3 separate regions of the Mus musculus genome follow, and regions 1 and 2 are each linked to region 3. A link is a contact called in public HiChIP or PLAC-seq and promoter capture Hi-C data. All regions are on one chromosome and are shown on one strand. The core of a region is the stretch at or near the end of the contact, and the rest is flanking DNA. Distances in the headings are between cores, read along the strand shown. Region 1 overlaps Mras (muscle and microspikes RAS). Region 2 has its middle 31 kb from the start of Mrps22. Region 3 holds the start of Faim (Fas apoptotic inhibitory molecule).

What was found. Promoter capture Hi-C pulls out the DNA fragments that hold promoters and counts their contacts. HiChIP or PLAC-seq counts read pairs in DNA pulled down with a chosen protein or histone mark.
Region 1: a promoter capture Hi-C map of neural stem cells shows a contact between it and region 3. The contact joins the enhancer-like site here to the promoter of Faim in region 3. A contact is called at or near these places in 6 of 39 promoter capture datasets (the HPC-7 cell line, cranial neural crest, hippocampal neurons and 3 more), 10 of 115 datasets of contacts at active chromatin or transcription factors (the SCID.adh cell line, bone marrow-derived macrophages, embryonic stem cells and 3 more) and 1 of 9 other capture datasets (liver).
Region 2: an H3K4me3 HiChIP or PLAC-seq map of craniofacial prominence shows a contact between it and region 3, with 3 times the contacts expected there. The contact joins the enhancer-like site here to the promoter of Faim in region 3. A contact is called at or near these places in 4 of 39 promoter capture datasets (the C10 cell line, cranial neural crest, maxillary cranial neural crest and 1 more), 3 of 484 Hi-C or Micro-C datasets (epidermal suprabasal cells, palatal mesenchyme and uterus) and 17 of 115 datasets of contacts at active chromatin or transcription factors (the 230-238 cell line, astrocytes, craniofacial prominence and 11 more).

The regions. Positions count from the first base shown.
Region 1 is chr9:99,400,064-99,404,491 of GRCm38.p6, reverse strand. The region is part of intron 2 of Mras (muscle and microspikes RAS); the gene reads left to right. Among named protein-coding and RNA genes, the nearest start is that of Mras, 34 kb to the left of the region's middle. Within about 2 kb of position 3,006, at least 62 of the 459 cell types and tissues checked have an H3K27ac peak or open chromatin away from gene starts, as enhancers often do. A contact at or near this core is called in forebrain and neural stem cells, where this site is marked.
Region 2 is chr9:98,631,012-98,635,252 of GRCm38.p6, reverse strand. No RefSeq gene overlaps it. Among named protein-coding and RNA genes, the nearest start is that of Mrps22, 31 kb to the right of the region's middle. Within about 2 kb of position 1,797, at least 2 of the 459 cell types and tissues checked have an H3K27ac peak or open chromatin away from gene starts, as enhancers often do. A contact at or near this core is called in craniofacial prominence, where this site is marked.
Region 3 is chr9:98,984,755-98,989,268 of GRCm38.p6, reverse strand. Faim (Fas apoptotic inhibitory molecule) reads right to left here and starts at 2,896. Exons shown (of 5, transcript NM_011810.3): 1 at 2,757-2,896.

The DNA.
Region 1 (4,428 bases), core at 1,757-4,256, 420 kb before region 3:
TTCTTCTCTGCAGGCCTCTGCCTCAGACCCCAAGCCTGCAAACCAAAACCCTACCTACCTCTCTTCTGCCCAGCTATAGGCTGTAGGCATCTTTAATCAACTGATAGTTTTAAATTAAGGAGCAAGGTCACATAGCATCACTTGGTTTACTGGTTGATTCTCTCGTCCCTGAGGCAACCAGGGCCAGTATTTAGCATTACAATACATAGCATGAGACCAAACCTTAACAGAGAACCTTAATCAAAGGCCTGTTATATTTAGGCCTGAACATAACATTGACCCTTTCTGGGAGGTGTGCAAACCTTGGAGGGTAACGATCTTCCTGAGCAACCAGTGCTCTGGGGTCTTGCTTTCCCTGCTGGGTACCATCTGGGGATGTGCTAAACCTGGTGGTAGATGCCTTCATTTGCCCCATACCCTACTGATCTCAAAGTGCTCTGGATTTTGCTTTTTCTTGTCCCAGACTGAGGGTAAAAGCCTTGTAGCTTGAGCTGAGCAATGATGGCAGTGATAGTGATTGTGGGGGGGTAGGGGTGGGGTCATGATGATAGTGATGATGTCATGGGGTGGGGTCATGATGATAGCGATGATGTCATGGGCCGTTACTGCTGTAAAACCCATGAATGCACTCTTTACCTCTTACACATGCTGTCATGGTAGCTGCTGTTACAGATGGAAATAAGGTCAAATGTTATCATTTGTATACAGAATGTCTGTCTCCCACAGGCTCCCGTGTTGAGTGCTTGGTCACTAGGCAGTGGCAATCTTTTTGGAGGTGGGAGATCTTGGAGGAAGCCAGTCACTGGTGGTGTCTCTTTGGAAGTTCTACCCAGTCTCTCCAGTCTCTCCCTTGCTCTTTTCTTCCTGTCCACCATGAGACAAACAGCTTTGTCCTCCACATATCCTTGCCACCATGATGCTTGGCCTCGTCACAGTCCTGTGATCTAAAACTGAGTAAATCCTTCCTCCCTTGAGCTGGTTTCCTCCGGTACTTGGTCAGTTTCTGACAGCTAGCACTGGCTCAAACTCCCAAAGACCGCCACACACTGCATAGTTGGCTGGGCATGAGAATCTTCTCCAATGTGACAGCCAATTCTGGTGGTTCTAGGGAGTGGGAGTTGAACTCCCTGGGAGAAGGCACACAGCTGGATTGTCAGGATTCCATCCCATCTCTGGCCTGCCTTCCTGTGCTGTCCTCCCCATGGCTGTGGTCATGTGTGCAGGCACACTCGGGAAGATGCCTCTGAGGTCCCACTCCCAGGGGGCTCACAGGGTGCTTGCTGTATTACAAACCTGTTTCTTGTTTCATTTGAATTCTTTCCCACAGTGAACATCTCCTCAATACAGTCTGTCCACCCATTAACTGCGGGTCCTCGTCAGTGTTTCCTCCTGGCTGTCTGGATTCTCTTCTGGTCTCTTGGACCCTTCCTTACCCTGGCTTGTACCCGTGTGGTTTACTGTATTCCAGTTCTGAATCAGGAAGCTCTGAACCTCAAGCAGAGTCTTGGAGTTGTATGTTTGAGGCTTTCTGCTGTGAGGTGTGTGTGTAAGTATATGTATACACAAATATATATACATATACACATATGTATACATGCACACATATACGCATACACATCTCTATCTGTCTGTCTATCTATCTGTCTGTCTGTCTTAGTTAGGGTTTTACTGCTGTGAACAGACACCATGACCAAGGCAAGTCTTATAAAAAACAACATTTAATTGGGGCCGGCTTACAGGTTCAGAGGTTCAGTCCATTATCATCAAGGTGGGAGCATGGCAGTATCCAGGCAGGCATGGCGCAGGAGGACCTGAGAGTTCTATGTCTTCATCCAAAGGCTGCTAGTGGAAGACTGACTTCCAGGCAACTAGGGTGAGGATCTTAAACCCACACCCACAGTGACACACCCATTCCAACCAGGTCACACCTATTCCAACAAGGCCACACCTTCAGATGGTGCCACTCCCTGCTCCAAGGATATACAAACCATCACACTATCTAATCATCTATCTACACACACATCTCTATCTCTATCTATGTATCTATCTATCTCATAAAATCCACTATTGAAACGATACTGAAATATGCAGGTATGTGTTGTTCAGTATATTACCCTTGCTCTATATCACCACCCATTTCCAGAACTTTTCATATACTCCCCCCCACCTCGCTGCCCCACCGCACTGACACCCACTTACCTATATACACACAGGCTTCCTTCCTGTTTTGCCCAGTCATGGCATTCATCATTCTACATCCTGTCTTGGGAACCCCACATGCCTCATACATGTGCTGAGCATCCATGGGGTTGTACACTTATCATGTCATAGCTGATTTCCACTTAGCATCAACTTTCCTTCAAGCTGGATAATACCACACTGCATTGTGTATCACTCCCTGATGTCACACCCTCTAATGATAGACACTTGTGCCCTCCCCTCTTGTGACTGCTATAAAAAGAGCAGCTATGCATGTGGCCTGTAATTCTCTTTGGGTCCGCTGTTCAGTTCCTCGTCTTAGCAATGCTGTGTGTCCCTGTTGATTCTGCTGGGCTAGAGCCTGAAGGCTGCTGAGCTCATCAGATCAGCCTCTTGCTTCAACCCAGTGCAGAAGAAGTAACTTGCCTGGAGCCACACCTGGCTAATGGCCGATCCAGGCCTCAGCCTCCTGACCCCACTAAGTATGGTCTCCACCTTCTCGTGTTCACTTCTGCTTTGGCACAAGCTTTAAGCATGCTGAACAGCTGTTGGCACACACCTCTGTCCTCTTACAGGAGAAGCAAATGTTTCTGGCCTCCCCTCCCCATCTGGCTCCAGGCTCACTCTGCGTGCCAGGCTCTGGGACATCTATTGCCACAAAACATCAAAGAGCTATTCTGTAGACCCTTCCTGCCCTGGAGCTCTCGGACCCAGGCTCCTAACCTTGCTGTTCCTCTTCTCCTCAGTAAGGGCTCCTTCTTTGTGAATGAGCCTGGCGGTCTGTCCTCTGGCACCCTCGGAAGCCAGGACATTTCTACCCTGGCTTCTGCCCAAAACTAGACACAAGTGCTCTTGTCTTCTCCGGGGGGCCTGGACCTGGCTTTTCCCTGAACATTTGAATCCACACTCTTTCTGGAGCAGGAAGAGCGGAGGACATGGAAGGGCAGGAAGGAACTGGAAAGCTTATTGGGCGAATTTTCTGGGCTGGGGCTTTGACCCACTTATGCTTACCACCTAATGGCCAGCATTCAAGGGAGCACATCAGATGCCTCCAATCAACAATGGAGGAAGTAAGAGTCAGCCTGTCCCCTACCCTCTGTCCTCTTTATCCTAAAGACAGTGACTTGGGGAATTTCCCTCTTTCTCTGTGGGAATAAGTACGGCCACTGGCCTCAGGGGATGAATCCTGCCTTACAGGTCTGTGTCTGACCCTTTCTCCTGGCTGTGTGAGTCATTCCTGCGGGAATGCTTCCAATGGCCTGGGGCAGGCTTTGCAGGTAGAGAGCCCCTAAATCCTTTCTTGCTGGTATTTGGTTCTCAGAGCTGTGCTAGCCGAAGACAACTGACCAGACTTTCTTTGCTGGCTACCAGCCAGGCTAAGGGCCTTGCAAAGATTGTTCCTGCTAGCCTCGCCAACTCTGCTAGGTCAGGTCGGATGCAGAGAGCTAATGGGTAAGATGAAACTCACCTTGCAGTAAACACAGGCGCTCTGCACAGCTAATAAACAGGAGACCAGCAACTGAGTTGAGGAGATGGGACTGATGGTTTTGAGCAGGGGAGGCATGTGATCTGACTGGTTTCACACCTGCTTTTGGCTTGTGTGTAGAGGAATAAAATTGGGGTACAGTGAGTGGGGGAGGAAGTGAGAAGGAGCAGGTTCCAGACACAGTTTTAGGGGGAACCACAGGGTTTGTGGGTGAAGAATAGGCATGGGACGGGGAAAAAGAAAAAAAATGTTACGGAGTGGAACTGGGAATCCTGGGACTAATTTAGGACTTATCAAGTACGGACTGCCTTTCATATAAAGAGCAGAATCAAGGTGTTTCTAGAGGAAGCGATAGGCTCAGAAGATAGACAGGTATCTACTACCAGGGGACGAGGGGTGGAACATGGGTTTCAGAGAAAGGGAGGCTGATTTTTTTAATCATATAATTTTTCATTAAGATATAATCCACAGGCAGGTGGTGCTGGCACGTTTTTTTGTTTGTTTGTTTGTTTTTTGAGACAGGGTTTCTCTGTATAGCCCTGGCTGTCCTGGAACTCACTCTGTAGACCAGGCTGGCCTCGAACTCAGAAATCTGCCTGCCTCTGCCTCCCGAGTACTGGGATTAAAGGTGTGCGCCACCACGCCCGGCGCTGGCATATATCTTAATCCCAACACTCAGGAGGCATGTGGATCTCTGTGAGTTTGAGCCCAGCCTGTCTACAGAGTTAGTTCCCAGACAGCCA
Region 2 (4,241 bases), core at 548-3,047, 350 kb after region 3:
TCCAGTGATCATGGCAGGCCTTCCATACCTGCACCCACTGGCACCGACCAAGTGAGCAGTGAGCCCCTGTGCCTCCTGGTCCTGGGCTTTGAGTGTTTCTTGCTTGGCCGTTAAGAACTGTGTCAGTGAGCACTCTAAATAATAACTTGTGGGATTGAACTGAATGAGATTCCAGGTCATGGGATGTTAGTGAGCCTGGAATTGTTCTGTGGCTGATAGATTTTGGTCTGTGGGTCAGTTCTCTGTGTGCGTGTGTGCATGATCCCACATATATGCACATACGTCTTCCATGACTGTGTATGCTGTGTGCTACATGTCCATGTGAGGATGCGCCCTCTGAGCTGAGAGCTGAGCAGAGACCACCGCTGTATCTTTCTGGAGCCTTTTGCCTGATAGGCCCCAGAACAGCCAGCGGGGCTCAACAGGACTCTCTCCATGACATTTTTTGGAAGCCCTGAGTCATAGCATAGTCACCGCCCATAGCACTGCCCACCCTGCAGTCCCCTGCCTGGGTGGTGTGCACATGGATGGGGACAAGCATTTCCCCTGGCCTGCTTGCTGCTTTAAGGAACAGATTATAATTCCTGCACGGGCTGCATCTGCAACCAACTTGAGGGGGGAAAAAAAACGTTAAGTGAGTTGAAAGAAAAAAAAACAATTGTAGTAAGGAACTTCAATCCAGCCATCCAGCCGTGTCATTGAATTAGGCTAATCTAAATCCTCAGAGCCTAATTTAACAGCCTCCGGGCAACCTCTTCATGGCTCTCTGGAGTTCCTATTGCAAAGTCCTAGGCAGACATGCTCTTTGGAGACGGTAATGGCCTGGCAAGCTGAGGACACAGGGCCCATGGGGGATACCAGCTACTCATCGGGGACCTATGCACGAGAAAGCCTAAACCAGGGCCTAACCTTGAATTACTTTGGCCTTTGTATGAGCTGTTCTTCCACCCCAGGGACCTGCGCCTCACCCAACCCTCCAGTACTACAGTCACCAAGAGGGCCTGGAAGAAAACGTCCCTCAAAGGGAGGATTTGACACCCAAACCCCAATAAACTTGTCCTAACACTATTCAGTATATGTCACACCACAGGACTTCACTGAAACACAGGACTCGCTGATACCGACTCACGGTTGGCTGGAAGGAGATGAGAGCCTGGCCTTCTCAGTGATGCTAACTTCATCAGCACCACTGTGAACCAGAGCTTCATCAGCTCGCCAGAGACACTCGATGACTCAATTTGATGATCCCTCTCCTACTGTATGCATTGTTTTCTCTAGACTCCTCCCTCCCTCCCTCTGTCTGAGAGTCACTCATCCATCCATCGCCTCCCTCCCTCCCACCTTCCTGCCTTCCATCCCTTGCTTTGTGGCTGCTCAGGGTGTCAAGATCCCGGAGAACACTTATATCTAGACCGTGCCCCCCCCCCCATACACTTTTTCTATTCCTCTCCTTCCTCTGGCTCCCCGCTGCCCCCTTGATGGCTTTATCTCCTCTCTGCTCCCCTCCACAGGACACCAGAGCTGATGGTGGCTAGTGGGGAGGCCTTTGCCAAGGGCACTCAGGAGAGGGAAAGGTGCTGAACTGACCTGATAAATGAACTAGTAGAGATGTGTGGCCTGGCTCCCCCACCCCTTTGATCAGAAGCCGCTGAACCCCTGATGACATCCCATGGCGTATTCCTCTATTAATCAGCAAAGCCTTGACAGATGTAAGCAATTTGTCTTTGGAGAGGCCTGGAGGGGGCCCGTGTGGGAGTTGAGCTCAGCCATCAGGATAGAGGAGATGCTGAGGGGAAGGCCTGAGATGGGGGCTGCATACATGCATACTAAGAAGGCAGGAGCAGGAGAAACCAGGCAGATCAGAAAGGGAAGCGTTTTCATTTCAAAGCATATTTCTCCCTTGATTGAATGCCCCCCCCCAACTACTACTGCCAAACCAAGATGCTGGAATCAGGCTGAGATCCAGGGGTTAATCCTACCCAGGCCCCGTGGGGCGCAGAAGCATGACTCAGTGGGCTCAGCACTGGGTTTTGGGGTGGTGCTCTCATCCGCAGGACCTGCTGATGCTACACAGCTTGTAGGCACCACACACCTTTAATGAGTCTACTATGTGTGCAGAGGCCAGGAGCTGGGCACTGGGAAACCATAAGAGAAGCAACATCAGCTCCGCAAACCCCTGGTCTATAGGGTGGCTCTGAAACCCCCAGATAAAGACATGTAGTACAAGGTTTTCTGAGCAGGAAGAGACCAAAGATAATTTGCAAAATCAAATGCACAAGAAGTCAGGCGTTTCTGGCAGTGCTCGCCTGTGTGGTAATCACATGATGCCACTGGTTCCAAGCACACTATTTGCCCACCTTGAGCCGTGCATGCCACCTAGTCATGAAATGCTGGCGACTACTGCCTGAAACAGCCTGGCTCAGATTTGAAACTACTGTGTGTTATGAATCACAGTGTTTTTATTTCAGATATAAAGTTTTCAGGTTGGGTTTTTTTTTTGTTTTGTTTTTTTGTTTTGTTTTGATTTTTTTGTTTTTTGAAGACCCATAGTGTCTTAATTACTGAAATGGGCAGTGTGTGTGTGTGTGTATGCAGGTGAGTGTGAGAGCAGGTGCATGTGAGTACATGTGCAGGTATGTGTGTAGGTGCATGTAGGAGTATATGTAGGTACACATGGGTATGTGTGCCAATACACGTGGATGCATGTCGAGGCCAAAGGACGACTTCAGGTGTCAGCCTCAAAACATCATCCACCTCCTTATGAGACAGTTTGTAAAGTATTTTACAACCTACTTTAATAAGGCATCAACCTCCCCTTTAGCCCAGCCCCCACCAAGAGGAAGTAGAAGAGAAAGGTTACCGGGATATGGACCTGGTTAGAAAGAGTTCTTTGGGGCAATTCCAATCGTTCTCGTTCTCAGTCCGGTCCTTTAGCAAAATAGCAAACACGACTCGGCAGTTGCAGTCCAGTCCACCCAGCAGATGCCACACACAAATCAGAACGGGCAGTTCAAACCAGAAGAAACCAAGAGGCTCACCCACTGGCCCACGTCCACCAAAGCGGCCAGAAGCCTCAGGAACCTCATGAAAAGCTCTCTGGTGAGTTCCTTTCTAGTGTGTCACTACAGGCGAAGCTCAGCCACACGACGTAAGGTGAACCAATACCTGCATGTTGTCAGCAAAGAACAGCAAGGCGGAGCAATGCTGGGGCTCCCCCTGTCTGTGGGGTCATATTTATATTCTTTCTAAACATCACTCATCCTTTCACGAGTTGGCTATAGTAAAACATCCTTTCACCTGTGTCTGCTTCAGCGAAACTCCATTATCACCCGAGTCTCCAAAGAAACCAGAAATTTCCACTTTAACAGGGTCTCTTCACTGGTCTGTGAATGAGCAGTCAAGCTGTCCAGTAAGCCCAGGGTTCTCCCAGCCCCCATCTGCCAGTGCTGACATTACAGCACCCACCACTGTACCTCGCTTTCATGTGGATTCTAGGTGTCTTGCTCAGATTCTAAAGCTTTTGAGGCAAATACTGTACCAGTTGGGCTCTCTCGCCATCTAGCTTAGAAAAAAAAAAAAAAAAAGACTTAATACTTTCTTATCCTCATTTATCAACATGAAAGTACCAAATGGGTATGTCTTTGGGTTGAATTGTATTAATTTTACAAATTGCTATTTGAGATTCTGAATTACGTTTCATAAAACAAAAACAAAAAATCATTCAATGAATTTTGGCTTGAGATGATGACAGAATGTCTATCTATTAGGAAGTGGCCCTAAACAGACTCCTACCATTCTGTACTATGCATTTACGTGGCGTGTTTTTCTCAGCACTGATGACTACAAAATCAAAGCATCATTATCAGTCACCTCTAAAACGCTTTCAAAATGCTGAGTGTCCTGCAGACTCAATATCCAACCAACTTAATATTCTTTACGTAAAATACACACATTTCATTAGTTTGCAAATTTCTTTCTGTCTTTAACAAATGACAAAATTACATATATATACCATTTTAAAAGTTTTCTTTATGATTTACCATCATCATCATAACATCAGATTTGTATACCCGCTGTATATACCAATACACCTGGATCACATAAAATTCCCAGACATAAAATATGAGAGTAGAAGACTTCTGGTTTAGAACACCAGGCAGATAGTGGTAACATGGAGGATGGCTGGTCTTGTGGGGACAGGCAAGAGGGAGAGCATGTCCCACGTGCTATGTGGATATAAG
Region 3 (4,514 bases), core at 1,647-4,146:
GATGAGACATAGGTTCCTTCATTTGAACACCTTTTTAATCCAAGCATCATAGACACTGGGTCATTGGGTTTGGTAGCACATGCCTTTGATCCTAGCATTTGTGAGGCAGAAGCAGGCAGATCTTCATGAGTTTGAGGTCAGCCTGTTCTACATAGTGAGTTCCAAGACAGCTAGAGCTACAGAGTGAGACTCTGTCTCAACAAAACAAAACACCAACAAATAAATAAATAAAATAAAAGACACAATGAGTTGAAAGGGAAGTTAAAAAAACAAGATTAGACCAGTAGTAGTGGCTCACATCTTTAATACCATCACTTGAGAGGCAGAGCCAGGTAAATCTCTGTGAGTGCCAGATTAGTCTAGTCTACAGAATAAGTTCTAGGACAGCCAGGGGCACACAGAGAAACCCAGTCTTGAAAAATCAAAAGGAATGAACAAACAACCCCCCAAACAAACAAACAAAACCCAGAAAAACAATTTGAAACTAGCAACAGATATTGATACATGCACACTTATTCACAGACTGCTTAGAAATTAGTGATGTTGTGCGCTCCAATAATTTAGAGGGCACATCTTAGGAAAAGTTATATAAAATATAATAAAATAAAAGTTAATAAAATATAAAGGAGTAAGCAACTATCTGACAATTTCTATTTATAATTGTGAGTGACAAATTGGCAAAACACAAATTCACAAGTCAATACAAAATTAGCTTCTGTGTTTGTTTATTTTTTTTTTCTGTAGATATGGTCAAATAAGAAAAAGGCTGCCTTAGTGAGAGTCCGCAAGCATTTCAGTTTTCCCTGTTCATATATCCACTGTTTTTTAAGCAAGACTTAAGATTTGTTATTATTTTTATCATTTTGTGTGTGTATGTGCACATATGCACACGCTCCTGTGCACTTGTGCACACATGCACACATGCATGTGTGAGTACAGGTACCCGTGGAGGTTATAAGAGGGTAGCAGATTCCCTGCAGCTGGAGTTGCATGTGGTTGTGAGCTTCTGCGACTCTGTTCTGCAAGAGCAGCAGGCCCCCCTAACCTCTGTCTCTCCAGCCCCCAAAGATCTATAACTCCTTTAAAAAGACGAACAAACAAACAAAAAACTATAAACCTTTTAACAGTATTCATGGCTTCTGAAAGGCGGTGAAGCACGGAATCCTGTGCCACTTTCAAGGAGAAACTTTTAAAAGTGCTTTCTACACAAGGATTAAACCTTGCTACAACCCAGTCCCACAATTTCCACAATGAAAAGTTGTAACAAAATCATTGAGCTCACCTCTGCTAGACTCTCTCCCTCATTATGGGGATAGCAAAGTAACAGAGGCCTCTTTAAGTGACACCCCATTGCTATTCCTAATCTGTTCAACTTTCCAGCAAGGCCACAGGCACAGAGTGTAAGGAATATTTTTTTCCACAAGATCCCATCTGGAAGTGTAATTCGCATCAATAAATCTCATATAACATTTAAGAACATGTTCAAAACACCTCTGCAAGGGTCCTGCTTTGGGATTCCACTACAAGTTTGTTTTTTTGTTTGTGTGTTTGACCGGAAGTTCCAACAGTCTTGTGGCTTGTGATCTTACACACTTCAAGTTCAGTACTTTCAAAGCTCATTGGAGTTGCTCTCTTGGCCCAACAGGGTTTTTTCTTAATTTACTTTGGTTGTGATCAATATAATTCATATTATACCTTGTTATTATACCTTCATATTACCACTTGTTTCACACCTGTGTTCTGACCCCACCACTCTGTCCTAAGCCTCACCATGACCTGCACAGGTCTGCTTTTAGCAGAAAACCTTATATGGAATAACAACCCCCAGATCACTAACGATGATTTTACTATATACTGTATTTCCAAAATCCATTCGGTATTTCAGAAACGGTGCTTATCTAATCTAATTATGATGACGTCACCAGACACTAACACCGCCCACAATGACATTTACATGAGCATTGGTTGCAGTACAAGGCAATTTTCAAATTTTCAGACTTGTGTTTACTCGCTGTTACAGGTGACAGATTGAATGCAACGTTAGATGGTTAAACAGCAAAACAACTCAAGTTACCTGTCCCACCATCTTCCACCTTGAGTACAGCGTAATTTCGCTGGGTTTCATTGAACCAATTCATTCTATACCTGAGACAGGTCTCCAAGTCAGCCTTTGCATGAGAAAAACAACAGAATTCTAGGAAGAGACTATAGAATCCCACTCTGCCCGCTGTAAGATAACAGGCTCCTTCATTAAGCAACTCGAGTTGAGCTTATTGCAACACTAGAGCGATTCAGGAATAAATCTGTCCCTAAAGCCAACCTCCACGAAGGAAGTAGCCACAGCCAGCAAGGATGCTGCAGTGAGCTGCTCTCAAGAGCTCCCGACCACCGAGCGAGGTTAGCTCGGCCTCCTACAACCCCTGGAGGTACGTGTAGGTAGGTACTTGTAGGTACCTCTCCGGGGTATTTGGGCCAAGGGCCGCCTGGGACGCAGTCAGGAGCGGCACCGAGACTCGGACACGTCCGAAGCCCGAGAACTCCGGACCGCGCCACGAATACTGCGCCGAGGCACCGGAGGGTCCGCAGCTTCGGGTGGCCGCCCCACACCCCTTCTTTCCGGGGCCTCTTGCCCTGAGCCCACACTGCGGCTTGCTGTCTGCCGACCGAGGCCTGGGCACCACGCATCTCGGAGCCCGCTCGGCCAGGCCGAGCTGGAAGCGCCCGCCGAAGCTGCCAGCACCGTCTCCCGCGCTCACCTGCTCCGCGCGCCGCCACCGGCTCCCGATCCCACGACGTAGTCAGCAGCTCTCGCGGCCGCGCCCACCGGGCTCCAGCACCCGCATGCCGGGCGCCCAGCCTCCTACTGCCTTCCGGGCTCAACGAGACCCCGCCCACTGCCCTACTGCGCCTGCGCGAGTGCGAGAGCCCTTTTCAGAGGCTCCGCCCACGCTCCGCGCGAAAACCAATTCCCGGTGTCCGCCTCCATAGGCCCCGCCTACCCTCCGCTTTGGGGCCAATCCTGCTCCTGCTGTGCGCCGCTCTGCGCCCTTGTGCACAGTTGAGCGCTCTGCGGTGCGCCCTGCTGCGCCGCTGCTGCCCCTAGGCCCTGTGGGTGTCACTTTCTTGTTTGTTGTGCAGGTCTGACAGCAGCTTTTGTAGCCTTCCGGATAACCCGCACCTCCGGGAGAGGCAACTCGTCCGCTGAGACCCTTTGTTCCCACTGCCCTGCCGGCCTTCCATTCTCTGCTATAAGAACGGTCATTTTAGGTGGAAGAGTCCAGCCTTTGAAACCCTCTGTACGACCACAGGGGTCGTTTGGCTGCCGAGCCTTACACCTAGCCCAGAGGTTTTTGCTCGCCTTGTCTCCCTATTTTATATATACTTCTTCCTTTAGTGAGATGTTTGAATTTCACTTACTGACAGACAAACCTTAGGGAAAGAGTATAGAGTTCAATAATATAATAGGGCGTTTAGTTATCCTGGGTGAGGTCGTGGGTTATGTAAATTATTTTTAGTGTATATAATACATATGTACAAACACACAACCACTGAATTGTCCCTAATGCTATTGTAAAGTCTCAGACAAACAGGTAAGTAAGTAATGTCGGATAGAATCTACAGTTTCATTTATATAAAGGGAACGAACCAATGAGAGATTTTTTTTAAGTCTGATAAAGATTTAATTTGGGAGTGTTTGTGCCTGTTTAGTTGATATTTAAGAGAATCTCACTACGTAATTCATAAGAGCCTCACACTTGGATTCCAGACCCTCCTGCCTCAGTCTCCCCAGTGCTTGGATCACCATGCCTATCTACCCAGCCCTCAGGAGGTTGAAACAGGAGGATTGCAAGTTCCAGGCTACCCTAAGCTTTATAACTAAGCCTTGTTTCAAAAAACTAAAGTAGTAAAATTTAATGAAGCAGAAGTTTCAGGCACGGTATCTGCAACATTAAAGAACACTGGTCTACTTAATATTCTGAAATTTCTGACTGTCATGGCAATAAATTTTTTTTAAAGAAAAGAATAGACAAATGGGAGAGAACTGGACAAAACAGATGGCAGACACATTGTACCCCTTACATAAAAGAGTTTCTATGAATAGATTTTTAAAATGCCAAATGGTGTTTTTCAATTATTGGTGAAATGTTCAAGTAGGATATTAGAAGGACAGGGAATATAAATGGTCAATTTAAAAAGACCTTTTCTGATTTCTAGCACTGAGGGAAAAAGCTTACTCTTACCATGGACTCAACCAACTGCAACTCAAAAATCTTTTGTGAGGTCTAAGAGTTGCCTAGCATACCCGAAGCCCTCAATGTAAAACTCAAACACTAAAACACACCATCAAAGACTCACTATGCACAAATACAAACATCTATAATTTAATTGTACTGAATACATGCAGACTTATTATTCCCATCTTCCTAGTCCATAAATATGATATGACTATTTATATAGCAACCGTATTACAAATAATCTAGCAATGATTAAGTATATGGGGCTGGGCATATAGG